Regions from separate parts of the Zea mays genome. Here region 2 is linked to region 1. A link is a contact called in public Hi-C data. All regions are on one chromosome and are shown on one strand. The core of a region is the stretch at or near the end of the contact, and the rest is flanking DNA. Distances in the headings are between cores, read along the strand shown.

Evidence for each region. A called contact is a pair of places that touch in the nucleus more often than the background predicts.
Region 2: a Hi-C map of ear shows a contact between it and region 1, with 1.9 times the contacts expected there. The contact joins the promoter of LOC100191450 here to the enhancer-like site in region 1. A contact is called at or near these places in 2 of 25 Hi-C or Micro-C datasets (ear and leaf).

The regions. Positions count from the first base shown.
Region 1 is chr8:155,209,521-155,215,315 of Zm-B73-REFERENCE-NAM-5.0, reverse strand. No RefSeq gene overlaps it. Among protein-coding and RNA genes, the nearest start is that of TRNAD-GUC, 12 kb to the right of the region's middle. Within about 2 kb of position 3,190, at least 13 of the 20 cell types and tissues checked have an H3K27ac peak or open chromatin away from gene starts, as enhancers often do. A contact at or near this core is called in ear and leaf, where this site is marked.
Region 2 is chr8:155,369,391-155,375,185 of Zm-B73-REFERENCE-NAM-5.0, reverse strand. LOC100191450 reads right to left here and starts at 3,078. Exons shown (of 13, transcript NM_001136883.1): 1 at 2,899-3,078; 2 at 2,575-2,675; 3 at 2,255-2,461; 4 at 1,605-1,853; 5 at 1,273-1,482; 6 at 937-1,092; 7 at 675-834; 8 at 417-568; 9 at 241-328; 10 at 53-126. The coding sequence starts at 2,646.

The DNA.
Region 1 (5,795 bases), core at 1,941-4,440:
ACTGTTTTATAAACTTTAGACTATAATCTACTCGAAAAAGTATTTCGCGGGTCCTTTTGAGAAGTAAGGTATAACTAAGTTAGAATTGGAAGATGAATATGTAAAGGCTATTTCACTTCTAGACATACTCTACGGAAAAATCTATATGTCAATCTTGCAAGTAAATATATCTTAAGTTAAAGACAAGCAAGAACACAAGACACAAGACTTAATCCGAGGTTCGGCCACACCACAAAGGTGTCCTACTCCCCGTTGAGGAGCCCACAAAGGGCTGGGACTTTTTCAACCCTAATCCTCCAAAAGCCGACCACAAAGGTCAAGGCAATCTCTTCTTATCTCAGCTCAAGGAGCGGGTGATACAAACTTTTTGGGGTCGTCCACAAATTTGGAGACTCCCAAGCAACCTCAAAAGATCTTGAGAGTTTAGGAGTTCACAAATTTGGAGACTCCTAGGACCAGTTCAGCTGGTCTAGACCAGAGAGTTTAGGAGAGAAAACCCCAGCTCAACTGCCCGGGGGCAAGTTCAGCTGGTGTATGGTCAAAGAGGTCCACAACTGAAGTTGAAGTTCAGCTGGAGTTGAAAGCTCAACTCAGCTGAAGTCTAGCTCAGCTGAAAAGCTCAGCTGCAGCTGAAGAAGCTCAACTCAGGTGAAGTTAAGTTCAGCTGGAAAGCTCAGCTGCAGTTGAAGAAGTTCAGCTGCTTTTCAACAAGAACACTCTAGGTTTTTCAAACCTAACCATGGTCAACCAAAGAATGTTAAAGTGATTTTTGGTTTTCAAAAATAGCTTTTGAATTTGGGGACTTGAGCTATAGCAAACACCTTTACCTGTGCGGAAAAGAATAAGTAGGAATTACATCATGCAACTCAAGATTTTACATAAAATTTTATACGTCCGTTGCATGAAGTCCTTGGTGCTTCCTTAAGTTCCTGTTTCTTTCTAATCATACATTGGGAACAAAAACTGTTAGTACCCTTATTTGTTTTGTCATTAAATCACCAAAACCCTCACTTGGGGTTGATTGCACTTACAGAGAGTAAGAAGCAAATCGCAAATGAGGATCAAATACAAAGACACGAGCGATTTGTTTCCCGAGGTTTGGTTCCGAAGAACTTACTCCCCAATGAGGAGTCCACAAAGTACGTGTCTCTTTCAACCCTTTCCCTCTATCAAACGGTCACCAAGATCGGTCGAGTGTTCTTCTCTTTTCCAGGGACACCAAGTCCCGCAAGGACCTCCACACAAAGAAACAATGTATCTTGCTTAGCTCTACAACTTGAGAATAAGGTTGGGAAGAAGAAAGAAACTCGAGAACAAGAGCACAAGAAATTTGTCAATAACTCGAATGAAGAACACTCTCGCAAGACACCAATTCACTCGAGCTCGGATCGCTTTGATTTGGCACTTGGAGGCTTTAAATGCATGGGAGTTGTTGCATTTGTTGTATCGATGTTAGGTGTAGGTCTTGTATCTTGAATGTTCTGGTTGGGGGTATTTGTAACCCCAACCACCCCAAACAGGCATTGGAAGTAAATGGGTTAAACTACACTTTTTGTGTGCACACCAGACGTTGCACAGTACCGGTCCGGTGTGCATCGACTAGCTCCAAAAGTGTGTTTTGTTGAATATGAGCTTTACAACACTTCTATATAGGTCCAATAAGTTCCTAGGGGTGTTTAGAACTTATCCAAAGTGTATAGCTCGTGCTAGATCATCTATTCCAAGTTTTACACCCTTTTTCGTTGTCTTTGAGATGATAGTGACTTAGAAACTGAATTGTTGAACTTATGAACATGTGAAATAAAAAACTATGCAAACTAGTTAGTCCAAAAGGTTGCGATGGTCATCAAACACCAAAATTAATATAGGATATAGTTTGAGGCCATTTCCCTTTCAATTTCCCGATCTCAATCTTCATCTCTCTTTGGTTCTACGTCGTTTAGAGGCTCTTTCTGTGGCCTGCCAATCCTAAAGCAACCCTACGAATTCTCCTCCCCAACGGGGTCCCTCCTGGGAGGCAAGATCTAGGTTTTACATAAAGCACTTTGTGCCATCACGAACGGTTCGTTGCCTACACGCACATGGTCTGCATATCCCTAGAGAAGATCGTAGTTATCTACTTAACGATCCGATGACCTGTTGCGGACCGTCCGACAGCACGCAGAGAGGCCCCCTAGGTCTCGACTCCCCGTGAGCGAGATCTAGGGATCATTGGTGTTTCGCCCAAAAAGGTGCCAACAATCATGTTTGTTTGTTTTTTTGCTTTTCGTAGACATGATTCTTGCGATATTCTTGTCGATTCTCCGATCTCAATTACTAGTTCAATTTTAGATTTTGGACAATGGCGTGACACAGACAAGCGAGTTTATCGCAAGGTGTTTAGCGAGATTATACGATTCTCGCTGCCACCGCCGCCAAATAAACGGAAACAAACTAGCTCTTAAGCGAAGAAAAAGATTTTTTTCGCTGCAGTATTGTTGTCAATATATATCTCTTTGCAACAACATTACAAAAAACAACATAAAGAGTGTTTTCTAAGTCCTGACCTAAAAATATGTTCACATGTGGAGTTGAATTAACTCTTACATAAGAGATTTTCAAGAGCCTCTTTATATCCTTTTAATTAATAGGAATATATTTTTTATTAAAAATATCATCAAATAGTTTTTAATTAGATCTCTAAATATAGTAGTTCTCGTGGATTTCTCGATAGCCAAAGATAGAGAGCGTGACTAGTTGTCTACAATGTACATAAGATATAGAGAATAGCTAGTTTTTATATAAAAGGATGTACAAATAATGATTTAGAAAGTGAATTTAGGAAAGATTTCAAGGGATGTTGTGCTATGTTAGATTAATTTCAACGGTGAGTTTTATGGCACGGCTACATCTCCAAGAGATCCATAAATGACTCCCAAAAATCTGTTTATAGGAGCATCGAAAAATTACTCAGGGTAGATTTTAACCTTTTCTCCAATAATTCTCCTAAAACTGTCCAAAAATATTTTAAATTAGACCAGATTAGCCTTGGACCCATGTTGATACGTTTTTACAGATTTATTTTCTTCTTCCGTAGCTTTGATGTTATCTAGCAATCGAACTCACGTCGCCATCAAGGTCACTGGTGGTAAGTGAGCAGGCGCGGCCCGCGAGGGAGGACCGCGGAGGGGGCCGAGCAGCAGCAGAGGCCCGACCCAACTGACGGTGAAGGTCTAATAGTCGGGCCGCACAAGGGCAGATACAAGACAGCGAGGTTGCACGAGCTGTGGCAAACTACAAGGTTGTGCAGCCGTAACTGGTAGCTGTTGCAAACAAGGAAGAATTGGAGCAGCAAACGAACACATGAACCATTAAAAATGAAAGTTGGCTCGATTTCACACGCACTTGCGTTTATAAGGAGCCAAAAAACCCTTTCTAGCTATAAATGAGGGAGTTTTATGATGTATTTGGTTTAATGTTAAAGTAGGATAAAACGAGGGTAACACGGGGATCACACCGTCACCAAAAATTGCTCTGGCGTTCATCTGGTTTTCTCGTGGCTCTCATCCAAACACTATAGAAAATGTGATTGGTCCCTTCCATACCTTCTTGTACGTCCAAATAAACACGCCCTTAATAGCTATGAAAAAGTTGGGGACACTTTAGAGGTACTGTGGAGGCAAGTTTTTGTGTTTTTCCAAAAAAAAAATTGATTTAGAAGAGACTTTTGAAGAGCTCTCGGAGATGCTCAAGTGTGTCAAGTTAGTTTCATAAAATTTTATGGAACTCTTTTTGTCACTCTATAATTAACCTGTCAAGCCCTCAATTTTTTTGACGTGTGACAGTATTAAATGCAAATAAAACTTCCACCGACACAAGATGGCTAAATTAGCTACATTAACCATATAGATATAGAGAGAGAGATACACACTGATCGATCATACAACATGCACCTACCGGTACAGAGTAGCATTAGGCTCTGTTAGAGAAAAAAAATCAGTATATAAATTGCGATGATATTAGATGCTAGAGTGTGAAGATCCAATGTATTAGCCATTAAATAACATGAACAGTGACATAGCAAATATCTGGAAGTAACGTATTATATCATCGATGCGAGGGGAGGAAGAAGGGGTGGCGGCCAGGAAAAACCTAGCTGGATATAACCTTAACTAAGGTTGGGCTGCTATATATTAATTAGATGAAATAATATATATGTTGGATCTAAGTCTTTTACAGTTAAGACATTCACGTTTGTCTAACATATGCTAGAGATGACACCAATAGTTGTTTTGTCTAGATCCGCTCTTGCTGATATATATTGGAGCACCTGCTGTCTTTGGCGAAGTAGAAGTACATTAGTACGGAGGATTATACTGCGCAACCCGCAACCCCTCTACGAAATATTGGTAACAAGTGTACGTTCATTCTCTCCAATGATTTTTTTCCGACAATGGTGTTCTCTTCCAATATATATGATAGCGGCATGATTTGAAACACCGGCAAATAAAAACAATATATGCATGGCGCCCTTGATTAGTTGATTCCTCTTCTATCATGGGGTGAATCCTATCATATTCTACAGTACACGCACACCGAAAAAATGTTAACGTGCAGGCCTTGGGAAAGCAGGCAGCTGGCAGCAAAGCAGCAGGGGAGGAGAAAGAGACGAGCTAAAGCGAGTGAAGCTTCTTCCATCCATGGCCAAGTGAAGGCGCGTGTGGCGTGCACATGCACGGAAAATTAAAACTAACCAGCAGCTTCCTGTTCTCTATGCTTCTAGCTGTCGATTGGCCGCATTAATTAATTAGCTAATTAACTGATAAATCTGCTGCGGTCGAGTAGTGGTCCTGGGCTCCTGGCCTGGCTGTCATGGTTACTTTACTTGTTAACTCCATCTCCATATGTTGTACATATCTAGGCAGTCTCTGCTTCTGCTGTGCCGAGGCAGGCATGGGTAGACGAGTTTGCACTTTCCAGTTAGGCTAGGCTAGGCTAGTTCCGGGTTGAACGACCATGTTTTTTTTTCTTTCATAAAATAATGTTGGAATTTCAGTATTAGAGTTAGTTGTATGAGAATAAGTTATATATATACCCAAATCAGACCATTCGAAAACGTATGATGGAAAACTCACAAGGTCGTAACTATTGTCGTCGTCGTTTGAGACAGCTTAAAATTTTCATAGGTAGACGACTGAAGAAACGCCAACAGCCTGTTCCGGTTGCCAAAGAAGAAAAATACGCAGGGCAATTCTACAACACTGGAGTACTACGTGAACGTACATGCATGCTCTACAGATGTTAATGCAGAATCAGCGTAGTGGAGGGAAAACGCATCTTGGATTGGATTCTACTATGTGTATAAGTATATGTGTGCATAGCATAGGCCGAGACAAGACTAAACGCACTATAGCTCCTACTCCGTAACAGTAACACTGTGCAGCGCCACAACCGAATGAATGAATTTCGCAATTGCTCCTGCTCGGAAAGGTGTAGAGACTTTGTCAGGGCTTGCCTTTTGTAGCCACCTGTAGCTAGCATCCGCGTCTCTCTCTCTCTTTCTCTATCTCTCTGACTCTCTCTCTCTCTCTGCGCTTTCTCCTTGGTAGTATAAAAACACCAGCCCTTTTCTCTATTGTCATCTTCTACTCCTCACCCTGGCACTAAACTAGCTATACTACCCAAGAAAACGCCCCGTCTTCTTGCCGCTCTCCACCCTGTCCCAATGGAGCTGAGCGCCGTCGCCGCCTGTACTCCTCCCGCTACTACTACTCCAGATGCAACGGCCTGGCCAGCACCGCCTGGGGATCCAAGGG
Region 2 (5,795 bases), core at 1,829-4,328, 160 kb before region 1:
CCAAAGGAAATAAACATCCAAGAAAAAAAAGTACAAGAATAAGAAAACTTACACCGTCGTATGTGAATTCCTTTCCTCTTTCTGCCTCCCAGGCTACAATTTTTGTGGTTAAAACATCTACCAGTCCTGTTTCAGGCATGGCAATGGTAAATTGGTTCGAACTATGATGAGTAACATTCTATGATCAGAACACATAAAATCTGTGATAGTTCTAATAGAAATCTGACAGGCAAATATTACCTGGGATCTTGTTAACCAAAATACGAGCTTTCTCAGCCCTTTTGAGTGTCAAGTGGGCCCCCCTCCCGGCATTATAACGATTGTCATCCTATAGATGTCATGTTCAGGGAACTTTTAATATCCAGTAAACAAAAACAGAACAGAGATTTGCATATAAAGTTGACCAGCATTGCTACTTTGTTGTAATCTTCCAGCCAAGCTTCCTCCTCACATGCATTCAACCATCTTTCAACCTTCTCGAGAATATCCTTCCTGCTAAAGGCTTCCTCTTTCACTGTGGCAATGTGAGCCTCAATTTGTTCCAGCACCAGCGAAGGATCAACAGCTCCTGTAGGAAGCGAAGGTAGATAAGATCGTTCTCATGTTCCCATTATTTTCAGGTCTGCAATACATTTTAATGGACACAAGTTTACATCCCAGGATATGATCTTTACCTGCCTCAATAGCCTCATCGCTAAATTCAGCTGCATAGCCTTCCTCGCCAATCAAATGAGCACGTCTCCTATGCTCTTCCAGTTCTGTCTTCTTTTTTAGAACAAGGTCTTTCATCTTGCTCGCTTTAAGTTGCTCGAGTCTTAAAACTTCAGATTCCACCTATATTTTAGATCAAGATACAATCTCAGAACATTCCTAGCTCAAACATAGAAAAACATAGCAACAGTGGCATGAGCAATATCTGAAGAACAATGAACTCACGTAGCTGAGGAAGTCAATAGAGAGCGTGTTAGGCTCAGTTATTTCATGTTCAGAAGCAGCAATATTGCACGTTACATTCTGGAACATCTGCTGTTCTTCAAGTGGTGTATCCATGAGATTCCAAAGTTCAAGCATGCTAGAGGCCAAATCTTGAAGCTGTGACATTCAGAATTTCATATTAACAATGTTAAAGACACTAAATAATTGAAAATTGTTGAGGGTTGCCTGTGCTGAAGAATCAAATTTGACACTAGTGAATGCACTGAATAATCAAAAGATTGACGGTTGACTGCGCTGAATCATTGAAATTTCTCAAGTGATATAAAGAGTGCTAACCTTTTGCATCCTCTGGACTTTCAATTCACGCAGTCTGCTTGCAGCTGATGCAAGGCTTTCAATTGTACAGTTGCTTAGGTTCTTTGATCCATCAGCCTCACCCAGGCTAGGGTGCACCTCATTTACTGTTTGTTTGAAGTCTACACCAAGCACCTCGCATAACGAATGCAAAGTGTTAAGATGTTCCATGACTTGCTTCAGCCGATCACTCTGTTAAAAACAGGCACAGACAAGAAGATTTATAGACTTGTATGAGTATTGAAGGAAAATAATAGACATTGGGAGTAATATTCATTAGACAAATAAAGAGGATTTGAACAAGTGATGCTGACCTTCTCCTTCTGAAGGGATTGCAGCTCTTTCGTTAGCTCCTCCAGCTTTCTTAATGACAGATCAGACTGATCCACAGGAATTCTAAAGGGTACAAAATCTGCAGGCCTGATTTCAGATGCAACCTTCTTAATTTGCTCGATCACATCAACAAATTGGTCCCATCTTTCAACTTTCTTCTTTCTCATCTCCTCCAAGTATGGGACAATCGCATTCAATACTTCCCTTAAACCTTGTAACTTCTGATTTGACTGCCATTTGAAAGAAAACAAATTATTGATGGAGTCACTACTGAAACATTCAGTCTTCATAACAGAATGCATGCAGTTCCTGACCTTAATACCGCACAATTTTGTTCGGTTACTCCCTTAAACCATTCAAGTTCTTACTCTACTAACATTTTTCACTACAGAGGGTAAGAATTACCAGTAGATCACACTACAGTTATTTTTGTAAGCCTTCAATATAGCAGAGTACAAGTAACCTGCACATCTAGCCAATAGCTATCACACTATCACAGCCCTAAAGTTGCAATGACAAAAAAGATCATGAGAGAAAATTCTGTAGAATATCTTTCTGCAGTACAGCAGTAGTACTCAAATGTTACTTGTTTCTTTCATGGTATATGATACTTCAAAGCACAGAAACTAACCTGTCTAACATGTATCGGTGGCTCGCCCATGGCCGAGCATATGCCAGCGAGCTCGGCCTCTGCCTCCGCAATGGCCTGCCGCAACTGGGCCCTGCATCGATTGGCCTGGTCGACCTTTCTCTTGTAGACGTCGAGGCACTCCTGCTCGAGCTCCAGCAGCATCCGGTCCCTCGCCATGTCGGGCTCACCGACCTCATCCCAAATCACCTGACACGACCCAGGAAAAATGCCTTAATTTATCCCGCACCGGGCTCGCCGAACGGCGTACCAACAAAAAGATCGGAGAGAAAACTGTGGAATTAGATAGATAAAGAACTTACGTTGAGCTCCAACAGGAGAGAATCGCACGTCGTCGACATCTGCTGTAGCTGGTCCTTCACAGCACTACTCATAGCGAGAGGGGAGACACTGCAGCAGCACCCTGCAGGCGCGATTCCACAGATCAAACGCAACTTCGCGGCAACACACACATACCTCCCCGCGCGCACCACGTACCCCAGAGCAACGGTTCCACAGCGCTAAACAGGAAGCTGAGACAACACCCCACCCATCTCTCAAAACGGTTCCCCCCTCAGCGGAGGATTCATGCTATGCAGCGGACGACCGGATCCAATCTCTGGGCGAATCACAAGTAGGACACTCACCTCTTCACCACCCGGAGCGGCCTCGTCGAGCGCGCGGGGCGGGGCGGCGGACTGTCGCCGGAGGGAGATGGTGCGATCAGGAACCTCAGGGGCGAGACCACACACGAGAGAGTGGAGGGGGGAAGGGGATGAGAGGAGAGGAAGGGGGCGAAGAGTGGTTTGAAATGTTTTGAAATAGGGTAGAGGGCGTCGGCAGAGGCAAGAATGGCGGAGAAGAATTGGGGTTTGGAAATCCGTTGGTTGGCTCGGGACGGGGACAGCAGCAGAGAGCCGTTAGCGGCCGGATCCGGAGGAATCCCATCCCGAGCCCTCCGTTTTGAATTTAACGGCCTGGATGGCGCATTGACTCGTTTGAAGGCAGGTTGCCGAGGGGATGACTTTCATCTCAAAAAAAAAATCCTATAAAATCACCCTTAAAATTAAAAGTAGTTCTTGGAGCTGCTTAAAATGTTCATCAATTATTTGTTTGTTATGCTCTCCAACAGGCCACCAAAAAATAAACCAAAAATCTGAAATGGGCCAGCACATCAACGTCACAGGCCACCACAACATGATTTGCAACTAGTCGGTTACTTGTGCGCGACGGCTCACAACACTACCCACGTAAATTATTCACCAAAAAGATCTCAAGATTTTTTATTGATTGTCTCTGCTCTTCGCATAATATTTTTTATGAACTCAGGGGTACCATAGGCAGCAAATCAAAGACATCAATCTCTCGTCTCCCCCACTTTCAAGGTTTCGTAGAGCAGGAGGGCAAGGGAAGAGGCGCACATACCTATTCGTTGCCGTAGAAAGACACGACGAAGACCTGTGTATCTGGAGGCGACATAAATAATATACCGCTAGATATATAGGGAGAGAGCACGCAAGCGGAGAAAGAAACTCAGCCGGAGCAGCTCCAAACCGAGAGGCACCCGCACCAGCCGTCAATCTGAGAACAGCGAGAGAATGCGAGTGTCTTTCCAGCCCTAGACCCGCCGAAGCGGCACAACACCACCACCAACTCCGTAGCATATGCCGACTGCTGCCACGCTACGGGCCTTGGTTGTCCAATGTCTCAGACCTAGACTCCTCATCGTCAAGATAACATAACCGTGGCAGGCGTCACCATGTCCTCCTCGATGGCACGCACGGACAAAGGCCAGGAGCATGTCCGACTCGCCCCATACCCGAGTCGACGAGCGTCAGTCGGCTCGCAGCTGTGGCCGTGGGCGGGGGGCAGCAGGTTGGGGAGGAAGAACAGGGCGAAGGCCGGGAAGACGAACGAGACGTCTGACGACGGCAAAAACGATGGTACGCGCATGATGTGAAATATCCTCGTGGACGTGCAATAGCCACTACGCGAGTCGATGTCGAGGCTGGTGTCAGACGAATACGGGAAGGAGGCGCATGGTCCTACGCCCTCTGCCGAGAATGGGGTGGCGCAGAGGTGGAGGCATGAGGGGAGAGAGAAAAGTATAATGGCGAACGAGGTGGTGGTAACTGAGGTGAAGACCATTATTATCGTGTGAAGGTATAGATGGCCAATTAGGTCGTGTCTGGCGAGCCGGATCGAGGCACGACCCATTTAATAGTGCCTGGGTCAACCTGGCACGAGCGTCGTGCGGTGCTTGGGTCGTAGCCTCGGCCCGTAGTTCTAGCCCGGCCCGACACAATTTTTTTTATTTTACAAAAATCATATATACATATATACAATTTATATTCAATATTATAACCACCTGAGCATGATGTTCTACTTGTTAGACAGTTTTGCCCAGTGTCTCCCACCCTTCTCCCATCAGGTGGTGGGTTCAAACCCCACCTCCTACATCGCTTTTTATATTTTATGCTGAGTTGATTTGAAAGAAATGTAAAGACTTGTTTGTAAAAAAATGACGCGGGACGACCGTTGAAACTGGTGCTTTAAGTATAGTAGAGATATGTGAAAGCTCTCTTGTAGGTTTTGGTGTTTGGATGACAACTCAATTAAAGGACTAACAAGTGTGCTAAGGGTTGAACAGGTGCTTAGTGTAAAGCTAACAGGGTTCAACACAAGTGAACAAGTGTGATGGTCCAAGGACTAGATGATGGATAGATAATGGACATCACAAGTAGGACGACCATTGCAAAAGTGATACTCGGGTGCGTAGCTCGGAAACAACTGATCAAGCCAAGGATGGAGGCAAGAAGAACTTCGAGGTACAAAGTGCAGGGAGAAGGTCAAAGAGGCTGAGGAACCCAAAGCCAAGGGTGAAGAAGAAGACTTGCAAAGTCAAGGGTGATCGAGTTGAGAAGAGCTATGGCACATCAAGGATCACTACATAAAGACATGACTTACTACCAATGAGGTAACAGCTATAGTTATGTGGTGTAAGTCATAAGGCTCAAGATCAAGCTCTAAGAAGTGAACAAGGTCACTAGAAGGAGAACCAATGTCAAAACCAGAACTGGAAGCAGCCCAAAAGAGCAAAGTGCACCTTGACCTTTAGTTTGGGTTGTTCCTGTGTTTGGAGATAGTCTATGTGACCTTTGCAGGATGTTGGAGCTCAGAAATGTCAATCTAGATCAAGTCAAGCTGACTTGATGATTTATGAGTCCAACATCAGAACTCAAGCATGTCAAATGCTATAGAAGTAAAAAATCAAAGAGAAGGTATGTTTCTAGACTTAGTACATTGGTTTTTGTGTACTAATATACTTGTCTAAGTGTTAGAAACAAGAAGAAGAAGAAAAGAAAAGAAATGCAAAAGGCTTGGCTGTGTACAGCCAAGACTCAGCTCAGTCTGGCACACCGGACTGTCCGGTGCGCCAGGCTGAACACCGGTGAACAGGTCGCTCTCGGGAGAAGTCTGGCGGCGTACGGCTATAATTCACTGGACTGTCCGGTGGTGCACCGGACTGTCCAGTGAGCCAACG